Regions from separate parts of the Sus scrofa genome. Here region 1 is linked to region 2. Evidence: chromatin contacts called from public HiChIP or PLAC-seq data. All regions are on one chromosome and are shown on one strand. Each heading gives the region's core, a stretch centred on a gene start, on an enhancer-like site or on the middle of the called end of the contact. The rest is flanking DNA. Distances are from core to core; before and after follow the strand shown. Region 1 holds the start of IL17RC (interleukin-17 receptor C). Region 2 holds the start of RPUSD3 (RNA pseudouridylate synthase domain-containing protein 3).

What was found. HiChIP or PLAC-seq counts read pairs in DNA pulled down with a chosen protein or histone mark.
Region 1: an H3K27ac HiChIP or PLAC-seq map of alveolar macrophages shows a contact between it and region 2. The contact joins the promoter of IL17RC here to the promoter of RPUSD3 in region 2. A contact is called at or near these places in 2 of 2 datasets of contacts at active chromatin or transcription factors (alveolar macrophages and skeletal muscle).

Annotation. Positions count from the first base shown.
Region 1 is chr13:66,177,773-66,181,050 of Sscrofa11.1, forward strand. IL17RC (interleukin-17 receptor C) reads left to right here and starts at 1,526. Exons shown (of 13, transcript XM_021069809.1): 1 at 1,526-1,627; 2 at 2,225-2,303; 3 at 2,449-2,485; 4 at 2,691-2,763. The coding sequence starts at 1,526. IL17RE (interleukin-17 receptor E) reads left to right here. Exons shown (of 19, transcript XM_021069808.1): 19 at 1-195. The coding sequence ends at 195.
Region 2 is chr13:66,132,439-66,135,907 of Sscrofa11.1, forward strand. RPUSD3 (RNA pseudouridylate synthase domain-containing protein 3) reads right to left here and starts at 1,336. Exons shown (of 9, transcript XM_013981960.2): 1 at 1,181-1,336; 2 at 746-885. The coding sequence starts at 1,305. LOC106505669 (a long non-coding RNA gene) reads left to right here and starts at 1,372. Exons shown (of 3, transcript XR_002337652.1): 1 at 1,372-1,531; 2 at 2,264-2,485.

The sequences.
Region 1 (3,278 bases), core at 276-2,775, 46 kb after region 2:
TGCGCCAAGGGTGACATTCCCCGCCGCTGCGTGCCCTGCCCCCTACCGCCTGCTGCACGACCTGCACGTTCTGCGGCTCTGACGCGCGGCCCTTCCGCCGAAGCCACACTGGCCGCTTCGAGTCCCGCGGTTCTGCGGGGATCGCTGGAGCTGTGCCCAGCTTGGAACGGAAGCCGAAACCGCCGACCAGGCTGACAGAGCTCATACGATCTGGATCTGTGCACGACTAGAACCCTGAATCAGGTTTCTCACCTGGATCTTGAGGGCTCCTTCACCGCACGACTGGCAAAAAAGCCTTACTCTGCCCCCAGCTGGACAGAGCACTCACTCACTGCCCGCCCTTTCCCACTGTCTGGCTTCCTCAGAAGCCCCAAGGAGAGAGTCACTCTTTCCGGAGAACTCCCCGACCCCAGCCTGATGTGGGTGGGGAGTCATCCACTTCCTCTCTCCAGAATCCCAGAAAGAGAGTAGTTGCCTGTGCTCCAGTCCAGGCCAGAGATGTTGAGACTCGGGAGGGAGGCAGGCCCATGGCAGTTCTGAGTGGAAGGTGGCTCCAGAGGGGTGGGGGAACAGAAAAGCGTTTGGATGCTGGGGATCCCCTTTCTCAAACCGGCCCTGCCCAGAGTGGAGGGAGGAGGGTTCTGGATCCAGGAAAGGGGCTTTGGCCCTGGATGACCAGGGTAGAGGTGGGACATTGGAAACCAAGATAGAGGAAGATGAATAAAGGTGGACATTTTGGATAAACTAAGAAACAAGGAGCTGTGATTCTTCAGAAAGAAGAGAGGAAATCTCAGGTTCAGAAATGTGACGTGAGTCCCATGTTGTGCCTCCAGCCCATGGCATCAGCACAAATAGGACGGTGTCCTCCTGGCTCTGGGTACTGGATTCCTTCTCCCCACACCACAGTTGAGCATAGGCAGGAAGTGGTGAAAAGCCCACTTTCTGGTGCCCCTTGGCCCTGTCGTTAGAGCTCCTGTTCCGCAATGAGGAGAATGTGTGAAGGGTCCTAGGTACCCAGTCGCAAGGGACCTAGTGGGCACCAAGATCCCAGAGTCACATGGGAAGGGGAAATGCCCAGGATTGCCCTGGGTCTGGGGCCCCTCTGTGGAGCCCTCTCCTTAGGGATCCCAGCGTGAGTAAGAGCTCCCTTACTCAGCCTTGAGGCCACCGCCTCTCCAGGCAGCCCTCCCAGCCAGGTGTCAGCAGAGAAGGAGGAGGGGAAAAGAGGGAGGGGGTGAGGCTGCCACTCCAGTTCAGGGCTGCTGGCTCCCAGGCCTGGTGTTGGTGGAGGGACAGGGCGGGCGGGAACAGCCGGCTGCCTGCCGGGAGCCAAACGAAAGCACTCTGGCTGGGACAGGAGTCAGGACTCCGGGAGAGGAGAGCCAGCGCTGACCCAAGGCCGGGGAGGGATCTGGCCCTCCTGCCCACAGGCGCAGGGCTGAGTGGGAGCAGAGGTGTGGTGTCTGCCCCCCCTTGGGGGGGCAGGACAGGGCCTCAGGCCTGGGTGCTGCCTGGCACCTGGAAGATGCCTGTGCCCTGGTTCCTTCTGTCCTTGGCACTGGGCCGAAACCCTGTGGTCCTCTCTCTAGAGAGGTTTGGGGCTCAGGACGCTGCCCGCTGCTCTCCGGTGAGTCTGGGGCCCCCAGAGGGTTGAGGAAGGCTCAGGGTTCAGCCTGCGGCCGTTAAGGCCCTAGCCTGGCTCCTGTCACTGCCATCACTGTCAGAACTGCCCTGGCTGGTCTGTCGGGTGCTGATGGGGTAAGAGAAGAATGGGGAGGGGGGCAAAAAACTCGGTCTTGTCTTTTTTCTGGGAGGGACTTGGAAAGGGAGCCCCAGAAGAACGGGGATGGAGGGGGCGAGTTGGGGACCCAAGCCAGGAAAGAATGGTTAGATTTGAGCTCATAAACTCTGATTCATCTTTACCTCCTTCCTAGGGCCTTTCTGCCATCTCTGGGGTGAGTAGAGCTACTTTTAGAGAGAAAAGACCATCCCAGGTTGGCAAAAGGGAGGGGAGCTGTTCAGTCCTGGGCCCTTACCTCCCGCCCTCAACCCAGGAAGAGCCCAAAGCCCCTTGGCCCTCTGGGGGTGTCAGGTGCAATCAGACTGTGGGTCTGCACAGCTTCAGCTCCCACCCTACCCTTCATGCACAGATGGTGACGTGCTGTGCCTGCCTGGGGGCATTGTGTCTGCCCCAGGCCCTGTTCTGGTGCCCACACTCCTGCAGACAGAACTGGTGCTAAGGTGCCACAAGGAGACCGACTGCGACCTCTGTGTGCGTGTGGCTGTCCACTTGGCTGTGCATGGTGAGCCTATGGGTGGGATGGGCATGGGGACCAGGGTGTCTATCAGGCATTCTCAGGCATCCTCAGCATTCTCCTGAGGCACACCTGTCCAACAGACCCCCATGTTAGCCAGGTCCATCCCCCAGGCCTGGCCTTTGTTTCCTAGCACTGGGCTTCTTGGAAGGAAGCCAAAGCCAGAGCGGGTACCAGTCCTGAGCCTTTGCTCTCCGGGTCGCTTCCAGGGTCCTGGGAAGAAACCCTGCAGATGAAGAGGAGTTTGGAAGAACACCTGACCCAGGGCTAGAGGATCCTAGGAATGGTGAAGAGAACCTCACTGGCCCAACTGCCCTCATCAGAGCCTTGCCCCGGGCCCCTGGCCTTGACTGACACCTGCCCTGTTGCTCACAGCCTCTCTCAGGCCCATGTGGTGCTGTCCTTCCAGGCCTACCCTACTGCCCGCTGCGTCCTGCTGGAGGTGCAAGTGCCTGCTGCCCTTGTGCAAGCCTGGTCAGTCTGTGGTATGCAAAATAATAATAACAATAACAGCCTTCTAACCATGAATTCATGAAGCACTTTCACATGCATTTCTTAGTCCTGATTCTGGCAGGGCTGTGGGCAAGTCCTTTCCACCTTTTATGCCTCAGTTTCCTTCTGTAAAGTGGGAATAGAATAGTCTACCTTGGAGTTCACCGTGTGGTCAGTGGTTAATAATGACTAGGAACCATGAGGTTGAGGTTCGATCCTGGCCTTGCTCAGTGGGTTAAGGATCCGCGTTGCGTGAGCTATGGTGTAGGTCACAGATGCGGCTCAGACTGGCTTGCTGTGGCTCTGGTGTAGGCAGTGGCTCCAGCTCCAATTAGACCCCTAGCCTGGGGACCTCCATAAGCCGCGGGTGGGCCCTAGAAAAGGCAAAAGACAACAATAAAATAAAAAAAAAAAATAATAAGAATAGTCCTACCTCATATAGCAGTTATGAGAATAAACAAGTTGCTAGTG
Region 2 (3,469 bases), core at 86-2,585:
CCACAGCAAGGCCAGATCCGAGCCACGTCTGGGACCTACACCACAGCTCACGGCAACACCGGATCCTTAACCCACTGAGCAAGGCCAGGGATGGAACTCGCAACCTCACGGTTCCTAGTCAGAGTCCTTAACCACTGAGCCACGACGGGAACTTCCTGGTACTCTTATAACACCATTTTATTCATAGCACTGTTGACTAGTAAGTACCTGTTAATTTATTTCCTGGTTCATCAACTTCTCCCACTGAAATGTTGGCTCCCTAAGGGCATGAACCATATTTATCTTGTTCAGTACTATATAGCCATGTCTAGAACAGTGCCCAGAACATAGCCTATGTTCAATAAATAGTTGAGAAAATTAATAATAAATTACAGGAGACTGAGACTCAGGGAAATTATTTTCCTAAAGCCACACAACAAGCTGATTACAGAGCCGAGATATGATTTCAAAGCTTGTGTTTTGTCCATCAATAAAAACTTCATTACAGCAATTCCCATTGTGGAGTGCCTACTGTATGCAAGGTTCTCTACTTACACCCCCCACCCCCACCCCATACCCCTGTACCCATGATAGTGAGGCACTGAAGAGATTGTGTGGCTGGTCCTAACTCCAGTGGCTAGTGGGAATCAGAACCAGGATTTGACCCAGAAGCCTTTAGTAGGGAGCCCAGCCAGGTACCCGGAAGGCTAAGGTGAGAATTGCTCCCCTTCTTAATCTGTCTGCAGCCGTCCCTCCCACTCCTCACCTTTCTGGTCCACCACAGCCTCCCTCAGTACATCAACCAGCTCTTCCCGACTGAGATTCTCTGGCTGCAGCAGCCTCCGGAAAGGTTTGTCACCCAAGGAGCCCAACCGTTTGCTAGAACCTCGGGATTGCAGCTGATGCCTAGGAAAAGTAAGGTAAGCAACAGGAGAATCATAACTTCCCGAGGTGCCACCCATTCTTATTTCCAACATCTCTCTCCAAATCCTGCGGCTTCCCACAAATGCTTCCGAAAGCCTGAGTTGGGCATCCTGAAAATTCAGGTTCAACTAGCTGCATTTTACCCCGGGGAGAACTGAGGCTCAGAGAGGTCAATTGACTAACTTAGGGTCACACAGCAGGGCTAACTGCTGATCCCGCACACACCCTCATCTTGCCCCAACCTCCCTCCCGCATGAAACAGGAGGTGCGTAATCACCTGGCCTCGGTGCCAAAGCCTGCGGCCTTGGGCACTGCGCAGATCCCCAGACCCTGCCGACAGCCGCCCCAGACCTGGCCCCAGACACGGTAGCCACCCATCTCCGGTGTGAGGATAGTGCGCATGTGTCCGGAAGGGCTGCCCCGGCTCGCTCACAGCGCTCTGATTGGTCAGACTGATTGTCAATCGGAGTAGCGAGGGTCAGAGCGGCGACAAGAGGGAGCTTTGCCTTTGCTAGCAGAGGAAATGCCGAAATTCCTTTTTGTGCTTTGGGGGAAACGGTGGCACAGAGCAGAGGAGGATTTTACTCGAGGTCAGGGGTCCTGCCTTAGGACAAAGGCAGGACTAAAGGTAAAGGTTTTCTGATTACCCTTGTAATTCTTAAGAGTCGTCTTCTTTTTCCCACACCACAGCCACAGCAACACCAGATCCAAGCCGTGTCTGCAACCTACACCACAGCTCACGGCAATGTGGGATCCTTAACCCACTGAGCACAGCCAGGGATCAAACCTGCTTCCTCAGGATACTAGTCAGATTCATTTCTGCTGAGCCACTGGTGGGAACTCCCTTAGGAGTTTTCTGATTTAAAAAACAAAACCAAACAAAAAACCCAAACAAACAAAAATACCATTGTGCACGATCTTGCAAGGCAAATTGGAAAAAAAAACCCACATTCATTGGTCCAGTAACTTTGTTTTGAAGAACACAGCTAAGTGAATAATCCAAAAGGAAAAAAAGGCCAGAGGCTCAAAGAGGGTCACCACAGCATTATTTATTAAAGCGAAAACAGAACAAATAATCAAAGTGGAAACATAAATTGTCTTATGATTAGAACTGCCAGGGAAATAAATCTTATCATCACCAATTTCAACATTTTTTTTTTTTTTTTTGGTCTTTTTAGGGCTGCATCTGCGGCATATGGAGGATCCCAGACTAGGGGTCCAATAGGCACTGTAGCTGCTGGCCTACACCACAGCTCAGGGCAATGTCTCCTTAACCTACTGAGGGAGGCCAGGGATTGAACCTGCATCCTCATGGCAACTCCCGAATTTCAGCATTTTTTTAATGTTAACTTTGTGCTAGGCCTTGACATCTGTGAACCAGAAAGAGATTTTTAAGACTCAGCCCCACCCACAAGAAGTTCACCTTTAAAATAACAGCATCACAACCCACCTTGCGGAAACCCTGTGGAGATGCTGAGAGAGAGAGAGAGAAGAGTGAGGAGCCCATTGGAATTGAAGAAAGTACGGGAGTTGTGAGTGACGAGCTGTAAAGAAGTAATAGAAGATTCACCAGGAGGGAAAGGTATGGGGAGGAGGAGAGGGAGGGGGCAACCAGAGAAATAAGACATTAAATGCAATAAACCAAAGAGGAATTCCCGAGGTGGCACAACAGGATCCACACCCAGCACAGGGGGTTAAGGATCCTACATTGCCGAGGGTTCGGCTCAAATCTGATCCCTGGCCTCCCGGGAACTCCTTTTGCCACAGAGCAGCCAAAAATGGGGCGTGGGTGGGGGAGGCAAAGAATTGGGTTCCATCCGGTAGTTATAGCAATAGAAAAGTTATTTTCTATTACTTGTTTGCTAAGAGCACTGTAACTTTCAGTTCTTCTTTAGCAATAGTGAAAGACTACAAATCAAAATCCCTCAAGAGAGGAATGGCTAAGTCAGTTGTAGCACATACACATGCAGCCATTAACCGAAGACTGTATAGATCTACATGTGCAAATGTGAATCAATCTCCAGACTATACAAAATCAAAAAAACAAAGTGAAGGACAGTGTGACTAGAATATGTGTATTATGTGCCTGTTATTTATATATATTTATTATATTTACATACTTCTGCATTTCTGAAAGGGTGTACACAAATGAGATGGTGGTTGCTTCTGGAAAGGAATCAGAAGTGAGAACATGTATAATTATTTTTACCCTTTGGAACTTTTTTTTTTTTTAACCTCATTGATATATTATTTTCTTCACACAGATACATACACCCCAGTTTAAAAATCTAAGCCAGATATAAAAGTATGAGGAGTTCCTGCTGTGGTGCAACAGGATCAGCAGTGTCTCTGCAGTGCCAGGACGCAGGTTCGAACCCCCACCTGGCACAGTGGGTTAAAGGATCTGGCATTGCCCCAGCTGTGGTGTAAATCACAACTGCTGTTTGGACCTGACCCTTGCCCCAGGAACTCCATATTCGGAGCAGCCAAAAAGGAAAAGACTCTATGATTCATAAATTTTTTTTTATTTATTTATTTATTTATTTTATTTTTGTCTTTTGTCTTC